Linked DNA regions of Mus musculus: regions 1, 3 and 4 are each linked to region 2. Evidence: chromatin contacts called from public Hi-C, HiChIP or PLAC-seq and capture Hi-C data. All regions are on one chromosome and are shown on one strand. Each heading gives the region's core, a stretch centred on a gene start, on an enhancer-like site or on the middle of the called end of the contact. The rest is flanking DNA. Distances are from core to core; before and after follow the strand shown. Region 1 has its middle 28 kb from the start of Tnfrsf17. Region 2 overlaps Snx29 (sorting nexin 29). Region 3 overlaps Gspt1 (G1 to S phase transition 1). Region 4 overlaps Snx29 (sorting nexin 29).

The links. A called contact is a pair of places that touch in the nucleus more often than the background predicts. HiChIP or PLAC-seq counts read pairs in DNA pulled down with a chosen protein or histone mark. Capture Hi-C pulls out chosen DNA fragments and counts their contacts.
Region 1: a capture Hi-C map of bone marrow-derived macrophages shows a contact between it and region 2, with 7 times the contacts expected there. The contact joins two enhancer-like sites. A contact is called at or near these places in 2 of 39 promoter capture datasets (the C10 cell line and frontonasal cranial neural crest), 2 of 15 datasets of contacts at CTCF or cohesin (embryonic stem cells and pro-B cells), 10 of 484 Hi-C or Micro-C datasets (the AML12 cell line, the G1E-ER4 cell line, the N1E-115 cell line and 6 more), 3 of 115 datasets of contacts at active chromatin or transcription factors (embryonic stem cells and microglia) and 5 of 9 other capture datasets (adipose tissue, bone marrow-derived macrophages, liver and 2 more).
Region 3: a contact with region 2 is called in an H3K4me3 HiChIP or PLAC-seq map of bone marrow-derived macrophages, with 4 times the contacts expected there. The contact joins two enhancer-like sites. A contact is called at or near these places in 15 of 39 promoter capture datasets (the C10 cell line, the HPC-7 cell line, HPC-7-derived erythroid cells and 10 more), 2 of 15 datasets of contacts at CTCF or cohesin (embryonic stem cells and pro-B cells), 75 of 484 Hi-C or Micro-C datasets (3T3-L1-derived adipocytes, the AML12 cell line, the AtT-20 cell line and 44 more), 5 of 115 datasets of contacts at active chromatin or transcription factors (bone marrow-derived dendritic cells, bone marrow-derived macrophages, embryonic stem cells and 1 more) and 5 of 9 other capture datasets (adipose tissue, embryonic tail, liver and 2 more).
Region 4: a Hi-C map of hematopoietic stem and progenitor cells shows a contact between it and region 2, with 2.2 times the contacts expected there. The contact joins two enhancer-like sites. A contact is called at or near these places in 6 of 484 Hi-C or Micro-C datasets (bone marrow-derived macrophages, centroblasts, group 2 innate lymphoid cells and 3 more), 3 of 115 datasets of contacts at active chromatin or transcription factors (T-cell acute lymphoblastic leukemia, bone marrow-derived macrophages and effector CD8 T cells) and 1 of 9 other capture datasets (liver).

The regions. Positions count from the first base shown.
Region 1 is chr16:11,284,696-11,287,395 of GRCm38.p6, forward strand. No RefSeq gene overlaps it. Among named protein-coding and RNA genes, the nearest start is that of Tnfrsf17, 28 kb to the right of the region's middle. Within about 2 kb of position 1,451, at least 43 of the 459 cell types and tissues checked have an H3K27ac peak or open chromatin away from gene starts, as enhancers often do. A contact at or near this core is called in bone marrow-derived macrophages, where this site is marked.
Region 2 is chr16:11,419,467-11,422,166 of GRCm38.p6, forward strand. It overlaps Snx29 (sorting nexin 29), which reads left to right. Exons shown (of 21, transcript NM_028964.4): 11 at 1,238-1,317. Among named protein-coding and RNA genes, the nearest start is that of Snx29, 98 kb to the left of the region's middle. Within about 2 kb of position 1,270, at least 53 of the 459 cell types and tissues checked have an H3K27ac peak or open chromatin away from gene starts, as enhancers often do. A contact at or near this core is called in bone marrow-derived macrophages and hematopoietic stem and progenitor cells, where this site is marked.
Region 3 is chr16:11,224,162-11,226,861 of GRCm38.p6, forward strand. It overlaps Gspt1 (G1 to S phase transition 1), which reads right to left. Exons shown (of 15, transcript NM_146066.2): 12 at 259-432. It overlaps 2610020C07Rik (RIKEN cDNA 2610020C07 gene), which reads left to right. Exons shown (of 3, transcript NR_038156.1): 3 at 1-1,635. Among named protein-coding and RNA genes, the nearest start is that of 2610020C07Rik, 22 kb to the left of the region's middle. Within about 2 kb of position 1,345, at least 9 of the 459 cell types and tissues checked have an H3K27ac peak or open chromatin away from gene starts, as enhancers often do. A contact at or near this core is called in bone marrow-derived macrophages, where this site is marked.
Region 4 is chr16:11,651,483-11,654,182 of GRCm38.p6, forward strand. All of the region lies in intron 16 of Snx29 (sorting nexin 29), which reads left to right. Among named protein-coding and RNA genes, the nearest start is that of Gm32100, 69 kb to the left of the region's middle. Within about 2 kb of position 1,404, at least 58 of the 459 cell types and tissues checked have an H3K27ac peak or open chromatin away from gene starts, as enhancers often do. A contact at or near this core is called in bone marrow-derived macrophages and hematopoietic stem and progenitor cells, where this site is marked.

The DNA.
Region 1 (2,700 bases), core at 201-2,700, 130 kb before region 2:
TATGTAGCTCAGGTTGGCCTTGAACCTACAATCCTCTGCTTCTATACTGGGATTAAGACATGCACCAATTTGTCCAGCATTAAATCATTGTTTTTAATTATTGAAATTAGATTTATTTAGTGTGTGTGTGTGTGTGTGTGTGTGTGTGTTCATGCCATGGTGCCTGTGTGGAGGTCAGAGGGCAACTTGCAGGAGTTGATTCTCTCCTTCTACCTAAAAGGTCCTGGAAACAAACCTCAGGTGACCTGACTTAGTAACAATTGCTTCTACCTTCTCAGTCATCTTGCTGGCCCTCAAAACACTGTGGACTAAATGAACCATATCCTCTCTCTGTCTTAGTTGTGGCAAACATGGTTTCCCCATTTAGCCTATCACTGCGGTGATCTTCAGTGGTAAACCTGTGAGTAGCTCCACTTGCTTTCCTGAGATGGGCCCCGTTTATCAAGATAATTATGGTTGAGCTGTTTCTTTTCAGAAGATATGTGGAAGCTCCAATTCCTTCCTGTGGACCTGCCATTGTGACTTGTCACTTCATTTGCAGTTTTCTTAGATAATATCAAGTTAAGGTGAGGCCATTAGGACAGGGTCTAATCTAGTATGACTGGCTTTCTTGTGAGAGACAAACACTTGTGAAGGGGTGTGCTGCATAGCTCAGTGGGAGAGTACTTTCCTGGCCTGTGTTGGATCTGACATTGACTCCAATACGACAAAGACAAAACAAACCATAACTATGGAAGAAAAACACTCCATGTGAGAATCAATGAGCCCATGACAAGAACAAGGAACCAGAGAGGCAGAGCTTGCTCCCCACCAGCTCAGAGGGACGCTAATGCCTACCGGCACCACACTGAAGTGTTGTGGTACACAGTCCCCCAGGGCTTGCTTGAAGCTGTGAACAGTACTGATGCAGTACATGCTGGGCGTTTTCACACATACCTATTGTTAAAGTTTAACTTACAAAATAGGGACAAGGATGAACAATAAATGACAGTAAGACAACCATGTGTGCTAATGGGGTTATATGAATATGGTCTCTTTCAAAATATGTTCTTGCCCTTTTGCCTTTTCTCTTAAAGAGAATAGTATGGCAGCTTGTTGTCATGTGTGAGATAACAGCACCAGCATTCTTGCTCTTAGGGACCATTGATAATGAAAGTGTTAGGTGAACAAGCATTGTAATGCTGTGGTGGTCAGTCAGATTGGGAAGGCTATTAAGTAACCCGTGGGCAGCTCATTACACAGCACGGATACACTTGACAGAGTCATATTTGGGGCAACACCTGGATTATGTCACATTAAGCTCATCAAAATGGCCTGTAATTTAGAATTTATACTTGCTTCTGGAATTTCCATTTAATATTTTCCACAATTGACCATGAGTCACTGTTCTGGAAAGTGAAACCATGAGTGAAACCATGAGTCAGGAGGGGCTTTTCTACTATATGTATTATTTTGCGTGTGTGTGTGTGTCTGTGTGTGTGTGTGTGTGACAACTTTCAGGAGTTGGTTCTTTCCTTATAGCACCTTAATTCTGGGGACTGAGCTGTAGTCATCTGGCCCGACAGCAAGAGCCTTAACTGCTGAGTCATCTTCCCAGCCCTATACTGTAGCCTTAAAACCTGTTAGATTTACTTAGAATACTGTATTTAGGACTTTAGCTTTTCTTCTCATAAGAAAATTAGTCTTACTAGTCTCTTATTTTTTTTTAATCTCATTTTGGAATCAAGAATAGACATATATTGTATGCTATGGATAGCTTTAGAATCCACTTGCAAGGTCATCTATCTGGGCCAGGAATTCTTTGTTTTGGAGGTATTGGTACTTTTCTGAGTCTTCTTTGTATCCCTGGATGGCCTAGAACTGAGGATGGTCTTGAACTTCCGGATCACCTATTTTCCCAGCTGGGCCTGCTTTATGGCTGGGCCTGCTTTATGTAGTGCCAAGGATCCGACCCAAGGCTTTGTGAGTGCTAGGCCAACACTTTACTAAGGGAAGCACTACCTGTCCTATAATTTTATTTTTAATTATTAATCTGAAAAGTTTTATTTGGGAACAAGTGTGGTGGTGGCACACTTCTTTAATCTCAGCACTTGGAAGGCAGAGGCAGCTGAATTTCTGTGAGTTTGAGGCCAGCCAGGGCTACACAGTGAAACCCTGTCTTTAAAAAGCAAACTAAGGCCAGGCGTGGTGGCACACGCCTTTAATCCCAGCACTTGGGAGGCAGAGGCAGGCAGATTTCTGAGTTTGAGGCCAGCCTGGTCTACAAATGAGTTCCAGGACAGCCAGAGCTACACAGAGAAACCCTGTCTCGAAAAACCAAAAAAAAAAAAAAAAAAAAGCAAACTAAGGAGATACATTTGGTTGCCTTGAGGCCTTGCTGAGTAGTACACCTGATCATTTTAAAAATGATCATGTGTGAGTATGACAGGAGCCTGTATGGAGCTTGGAGGATGATCGTCAGGAGTTGGTCCCACACTCTCCCTGGCTGAGAGGGTTTCTGTCACCATGCAGTATTCTTCATGCTAGCAGCCTGTGAGTTTCTGGCTAGTGCTTCTGTACACACACATACACACACCTTGTCTCACTGTAAGAGTTTTGGATTTACATACGTGTGACTCTGTATGGGGCTTTTATATTGGTTCTTGAGACAGAACTCAGGTGTGAGGCTTGGTTGCAAACAAGTTTTCCTGTGGATTCATC
Region 2 (2,700 bases), core at 20-2,519:
GCTATTATTCACATTAGAAATTGATTGTAGATATGCATGCAGTCCAGTTACCTGCCCGCATTATGCTCTCTGAGCCTCTCTGAGCACCAGCCTGCTTACAGGGGGATGCTGGAACCTGTTGTTATGGCATTTCTATATTCACTGATAATGCATAACCTGCCTCTCTGTGTGTCCTCATTTAAAGGCATCTTGTTTAGAATCTACAAGAGATGTAGCTCAGCTGTAGGAGAATGCTTGCATAGCATGCATAGAGCTCTGGGTTTGATCCCCAGCACCATATAAAACTTGGGAAGCGAAGACAGAAGGATCAGAAGTTCAAAATCATCTTTGGTCACTGTACTGGCTAGTTTTGTGTCGACTTGACACAGCTGGATTATCACAGAGAAAGGAGCTTCAGTTGAGAAAATGCCTCCATGAGATCCAACTGTAAGGCATTTTCTCAATTAGTGATCAAGGGGGAAAGGCCCCTTGTGGGTGGGACCATCTCTGGGCTGGTAGTCTTGGCTCTATAAGAGAGCAGGCTGAGCAAGCCAGGGGAAGCAAGCCAGTAAAGAACATCCCTCCATGGCCTCTGCATCAGCTCCTGCTTCCTGACCTGCTTGAGTTCCAGCCCTGACTTCCTTGGCTATGAACAGTGGTTTGGAGGTGTAAGCTGAATAAACCCTTTCCTCCCCAACTTGCTTCTTGGTCATGATATTTTGTCCAGGAATAGAAACCCTGACTAAGACAGTCACATAGAAAATTCCAGCCCAGGATCCATGAGAGACCATCAGAAACAAACACTGTTGACTTGTTGACATTGGACAGTGATATTTCATGCTTGTCTGAATGAAGCTTACATAATATGTGGGGCCCTTGTACTGGGAACATGGACCTGGAGACTATTCTAACTAGGGAAAGTGACAATACAAACCATAAGAATGTGACAAAGTAGACTACTGAAAGGACGTGTGTTCACGCGTGTGTACACGAGTTGGAAGAGGAAGGCAGTGGTTTCCTGTCTGACCCAGCTGCACACATGCCCACTGAGTGACTAACTCTTCCCTCGTGAGTGAGCGGCTTCCAGAGGGTGTTTGGATTGGTTTTGGAGTTACCAGTAAATTTCAGACATCTGCTGAGCAGCTTCATTGTTTTTCCAGTAGATTCCTGGGGAAACGTTTTGCCTGAGAGTGTTGTGAACACTGAAGTTGCATTTTGGGATGAGTGTAACTTCCTTCTGTCTACTTCCTCCCAGTAGGGAAGCCAGTTCTCCAGGCCAAGGAAGTCCTCTGAGCAGCTTGCTACCTTCTGCCTCAGTGCCTGAGTCCATGACAGTCCGTAAGTACTCTCAGAGGCTGGCATGTGTGCCAGCAGGGCACCTGTGCTTATCCTGTGCAGGTGTGGGCTTTGAAGTGAGCATGAAGTTAGTGAGTGTTTGCTTTCTGTGCACCTGATCGTGGTATCGCTGTAAGCTTCCAGACTATGGCCGGATTGTGGTGCATGGGGGTGAATCTGCTAAAGGATGCAAGGAACCTTCTGTGCCTTGCGGTTTCTAAGCTACCTTCTGTGTGCAGCCAGAGTAAGGCTGTCTTCTGACTTTCCTTGTGACTCTGGACAAATCAGTTTTGCTGATGACATATTCTAATGACAGGTGGTGCAAATCATTTCCAGCTTCAGAGGGAAGTATTAGGGACACGGCAATGAAGAGTGTGTGTGTGATGGCCCGCACCCACACCCACACCCACACCAGCAATTGTTTAACAAGATAGATGTTCAATGACTAGGTCAGTTGGGATTGGGGCCGGTGCCCTGACTGGGGTTGGCAGAGTGGGCTAGCATGAGACTCCATGGTCATCAGAGGCCAGGGCTCTTCCTTTTCCTGACTAGCTGTTGTCTTTGCTTTCTGAGCTCTGGCCATTTCGTTCCTACCCCTAATGGCAGGAAGGAGAGGGGCAGAGGGCAGGCTTTCTGTTTCCATATCACATTCAGAGATCAACACTTGGATAGTGTAAAAATTATGCCTTTTTTCCTCATCAGCCTTTGGGTAAAAATTAACATTTCCTTCAAACACCAAAGTACAACAAACCTTGAGCCCATAGTGGTGATGTCAGATGGAGAGTAACTTTATCCAGAGAAGTTCCAGGCCCCTTTAACATCACCCCAGGATGCCATTTCTGCTTGGAAATGCATTAGTTATCTGAGGTGACATAGAAACTTCCACACGGATCTCCTAGATCTCCAAGCCTGGACCTTTCTGTTTACGTGAACACTCTCCAGAGCCATGTTCCCTATGAGCTGAGGTTTCCCACAGTCCTCTGGCTGCAGAGCAGGAACTGCTAGTGTGAGTTCTGTTGCTGTGCAGGGCTGAACAGATACTTAGGTCTATGTGAGGACGACTTGTCTGTCACCTTCTCCTAGTGGCCAGGCATGGTTCCCAGAGCCCTTCTCAGCCTCTCTCCAGTGTGGGGTATGGAGCAGGTGAATTGGTTCTCTGGGGGCTGCCATGGATCTTGCCTCTGAGCCTCCCAAGCCATTTCCATCCCTGACAAAGCCACCAGCTTGGTCAGTTCCTTTCCCATGAGGACATTCTTGTGATACCTCTGAGCTGTGCCTGCAGCAGGGACTCAGCCCGTTTTATTTTCATTCATCTCTTTTTTTTAGAAATTAATCCTAGTTGTTTCTGGTCATCTTTGGCTTGAGACCTATCAGGAATTCCCAGCC
Region 3 (2,700 bases), core at 95-2,594, 200 kb before region 2:
GTTACAGATGACTGTGAGCCATCATGTGGTTGCTGAGGTTTGAACTCAGGACGACCTTCAGGAGCAGCCGGTGCTCTTAACCGCTGAATCATCTCTCCAGCCCCTACCTGGTAAATTTTTACAGCATCTTGGAACTGTGAGATACTATAGTTGTAATGTACAAATGAGTCCCTCTGATACAGGTCATGTGGCATGTCACAAATACTCAGGACAAAGGCACTGAAATTAAGTTTTAACAACCATGAAGATGATCTTTACCTGAGCATCAAATGTGCGTCCAGAATGACAAAGATTATTAAGATCACAAAGGATGAATCCTGGAAGAATCTCTTCCTCTTCAATTCCTTTCAGTCTGATTTTGAGGTTTTCACCTGGAGCTACAGAGTCCGTTTCTACATCATCAGAAAGTATTCCAAGAACTTCCACGTTGTGCTTAAAAAGAAACCAAAGTTGGAAGTTTTCTGACACATGCACATTTTATAAGATATAAAATTACCTTGATGCTTATTAAGAAGCTACAAATCTAAAAGTCAAAATAAAGATAAAATATTTTAGCCAGAAATAAACTTTTGAGGAAAAGAAAGGGGGTCAATCTTGGCTTGTCAGACAAGCACTCTGCCGCCTGCTGCGGTTGCAGATGTCACAATTTGTTGTTTTTAAACAACACATTCTAACAACTTCTAAGTAGAATACAGAACAAACTTCATTTTCAGAATGAAACCATTGTAATGATTAGTACTGTCAACCTGACAAGATCTAGAATCACTAAGAGGTAAATGCCCAGGTGCACCTGTGAGGGTCAGTCCCTGGGCACGCTTGCACACAATTCCCTTAAGCTAACTGATGTGGGAAGAATCCGCTTTACTGTGGCCGAGGTCATTCTGAGCTGGGAGAAAGTGAGCGGAGCGCTAGTGTTTATCCTCCTCTGTTCACAAATGCATTGTGATAGATCAGTGCCTTCGAACTTCTGTGGCTTTGACTTTCCTGCCTTGATGGACTGTACCCTTTAACTAAGAAGAGCTGAAATAAAGCCTTGGTCCTTTGAGTTGCTTCGCTCAGCTCCCCAAAACTATTGATTTTAAGCATGAGTGTTTTACCCACATGTGTGCCTGGTGCCTGAAAGGTCAGAAGTGGTAACATCAGATGCCCTGGAACTGGAGAGATGTTTCACTGGGAGCCACTGTGTCACTGTTGGGAAATGAACCCAGGTCGTCAGCAAGAGCAAGAAAGAGCTCCTTAACCACTAAACCATCTCTCCAGCCTCATTGCTTTGGTTTTAGAAAATTACTTTCATTTATATATAGGTGTGTGCTCATCTCTGTGTGAAGAGTGCCGTGTATTGCATGAATCAAGTTCCCTTTAAGAGCTGAGTCACCTCTCCAGCCTCTTCCTTGAGTTGTTTCTCTCAGAGTATTTTATCAACCACAGGAAACTAAGACAAACATCAAATTTAATAACTGGATTTTTAACTCTCTTAAATTTAAATTTCAGAATTCAAGAATTTTTCCCCCACAGCAGGTCAATCCTCAATTAAGGAGGTATTTACCTAGAAAGCATTAAAAACATCAATTTGTTTCTTGGTATAATTTTATAATACATCAAATAAAAATCATCAAATCTAGCTTTAAACCCATTAACAGGATTTGTTTGTTTTTACTGTATATCTGGTTTGGGCGTGGGTAGGTGTTGGTGTGCATGGTACATATGGAACAGAGGTCAGAGGACAACTGTGGAGTGTTTCTCTCCTTTTTCTTTATGTGGATTCTAGGTATCAAGGGTCAAATCTTTTATATAATGAGTCATCCTGCCAGCCCTTAAATATTTTTTTGTTTTTGTTTTTATGGTTTGGAGACAGGGTTTCTCTGTATAGCCCTAGAACTCACTCTGTAGACCAGGCTGGCCTCAAACTCAGAAATCAGTCTGCCTCTGCCTCCTGAGTGCTGAGATTAATTAATTTTTTAAGTTACCTAAGGACCTCAAAGCACTTTATAACCTACTATGACCTTGAATTCCAGAATGTCCTCCCTATGCCTCCCAAGTGCTGAGATTACAGATTTGCACTACCACACCCAGCTGTGAAAAATTGTAAAGTACATTTTTAAAAAAGCTTTATTTATATTGATGTGTATACCAAGTGAGTACAGGTGCCCAGAAAACCCAGAGAACATTATGGAACCAGAGACAAGAAGATTTGTAAGCTGCCCAAATTGCTGGAACTAAATTCCGGTACTCTGCAACAGCAGCAAGCACTCAGTCATCAACCCAACTCTTGACCCCCTAAAATTTACTGTCTTTAAGCATAAAGCTGGTAGTAGTAAGGTCATAAATGAACGGGTGAAGTTAACACTGCTAAGCAATTCAAAACTGGACTCTTCTCATGTTGCAAATGTGAAATTACACATAGTCAATAAACAACAATACATTATCTCTAAGCACTTCACCATACCATTATTTCTAGGGATCTCACATAAAGGGCTGGGACTATAACTCAGTGGCAGAATGAATGCCTGCTCAGCACATACAAGCCCTTCGGTTCAACTTCCAGCACCACAAATATAAACACAAATAATCTCTGATTTTTTGTAGTTGGCTTTCACTTTACATAATGCCTTCGTTAGTTTGTCCGTGTTGGAGCATGTTATAGTTTTCTTTTCTTGAAAGGATAGTGGCATTATTTTTTAATCTTTTACAGATGGTTGT
Region 4 (2,700 bases), core at 154-2,653, 230 kb after region 2:
ACCTTAATAATATGATAGATACACAGATTATCCTACAATGTGTATCAATGGAAATACCATCATTACAGAATACTGCAGAAGTGCTTAAAATAGGTAGTTCAGCCTCATCTGAATTTGCTGTCATCTTCTAGTTGTATTTTGTTCTAACAGTATTGACACACACACATTCTTACACTTAGAGACCATACTGGCCACGTGTATTCCCTCATTGCTTTTGAAAAAGACCAAGCTTTTATGTATGCTATTAAACTTTTATCAAAGTACACTTTGAGTAGCTATCACACTTTTATTTAAGGTTTTTAACTGGTAGTACTGTGTTTCAAAATGCATTCTAAGAGGCTGGAAATGTAGCTCACTTGACAGAGTGCTTGCTGAACATGCATAAAGGCCTAGCTTCCATTGCCAGTACTGCATAAATCAGCCCTGGAAAGGCAGAGTCAGGAGGATCAAAAGTTCAAGGTCATCCTCGTCTATATGGAGAACTCAAGGCCAGCCTGGGCTACATGAGAACCTATCTCAAAACAACACCACCACAAAATGGCTGTAGTGATGAATGGTGGCCCAGTTCTACCCCAGGTCCACGGGGCACGTTTGCCATCAATACCTTGAGTTTCACATCTGCAGGTTTTGGATGCAAAAGCAGGCACAGGTACTAGGTAGGTCTCACCTCTCCATGTTGGTGCCCTAGTTGAGTTAGGCTTGCATCTGAACCAGATCTGTCTCATAGATCTTTGCATAATGTAGAGAAAGTCAACTCATTCTCGAGAAGCATCTCAGAAGATGGCTCATTCCATCTTACGGAAGCTGAGGCTCTCAAGCTCACTCTCCACCTGTTGGCAGTGACAGCTCCTGTCAACTGCTTGTTGTATATTATCTAGGATAGTGCATGCTCTCTCACTCTCTTGCTCTCTTTAAAAATTGTTTTAAGATGCCTCCTTACATGGCCTTTTTCTGTAGCTAACATTGTTAAAATAGTTGAATAGTTTATATATTTTAACTTCTATAATCAAGGACACTTGAGATTTGGTTTTGGTTTATACTGGGGATGGAATACAGGGCCTTCTCCATGCTGGCAAATGCTCTACCACTGAGCTACCACCTGCTGCCTGAGGGATGATCTCTGGCAAACATTTTAGATGGTGTGGGCTTGTTGCTTCTAGGTAAATTTTGGCAAAAGGTTCCTTCTTAAAGGATGGCTTTTTTTTTTTGTTTTGTTTTTTAAGTGATCTCGGTACTTGCAGCCTCCTGCCTTCTGAATATGTTATATCAGCTCTTTCCAGCTACCTACAGAAAGTGATAGTCACAAAAACAGCAATGTGACACAAGAGCCCAGTCCAGTAAGACCTTGGACAAGTGAGGAACTTGGTGCTGCCTTGTGAGAGTGGAGTCTGCCCAGTGACAAGGCAGAAGTCTGTCTGCTTCCTGAATCTTCTGTACACAGAGCTCTCAGCTAACTGCTTCTAGAAAATCCCTCACAAGCACACCCAAAGGTGTGCCTCACCAATCTAGATGATTCTGAATCTGTCCATCACAGTGTATCTCAGAACTGATTTGCTCAGGACCTTGGGACTAGGAAGAAGGCAGGCTAACATTTGGTGTGAAGCCACTTAGGTCAAGACTCAGGCTCCCACTCACTCCTGCTCCTGTCTCCACAGCTGGGCTGCTCTCTCTCTTCAAGGCACACCTTCTAGTCTCTTCCAGCCTTCCTTACACGAAAGCCTCAGGACTCCACCTTTAGCTGGTTTCATTTTCATTTTCATTAGAGAACTGAACAGACCTGGCTTGTATCTGCTTCCTAGATGGAAGCTCCAATTCTTCTTTTCTTTTCTTTTCTTTTTTTTTTTGAAGGTGAACATAGTTTTATTTCATATTAACTTACAGTGTTCTCCACCTCACAGAATAGAGCCTATCCCACTATGTCCTCAAGCTAGAGACTCAGGGAATCATTCCTTTGCATCTATCTAGTTGATCCCCATGGCCCCAGATTTGTAACTTCCAATATTCTGAGACAATCCCTTCCTTCCTCTCTATTCCTTTCATGGCCTCGGCCGTGACCATACTTTTGCCTGAAGGCTATCGCAGCCTCCTACCTTAGTTCTGCTTCCTATGTTCTGTATCCTTTATAAGACCAACCAAGAAATCTCATAAGTTTGCACTCAGGCATAAAACTCCAATGGTTTCAAATGGCTGAAAAGTATATGGTAGCCTCTCTGAACCTGCACTGTAAGCCCATTTCCAAGCCTCAGTTTTTGCCACTAGCTCTCCCAAAATGTTCTTCTCATTGTTCCTGACATTCAAGCAGCTTGTGACTATGTTTTATATTTATATTGCTTACTCTATATATTTTTTAAGCACTCTGGGATTGAACTCAGATCTTATACAGGCTAGGCAAGCACCCTGTCACTGAGATACACCTCAACCCTTTTATTCATTCATTTATTTATTTATTTATTTATTTTTATTTTTATTTTTCCCACATTTTTATTACATATTTTCTTCATTTACATTTCAAATGCTATCCTAAAAGTCCCCTATATCTACCCCCACCCCCACCCTGCTCCCCTACCCACCCACACTCCCTCTTTTTGGCCCTGGAGTTCCCTTGTACTAGGGCATACAAAGTTTGCTATACCAAGGGGCCTATCTTCCAAATGATGGCGGACTAGGCCATCTTCTGCTACATATGCAGCTAGAGACACG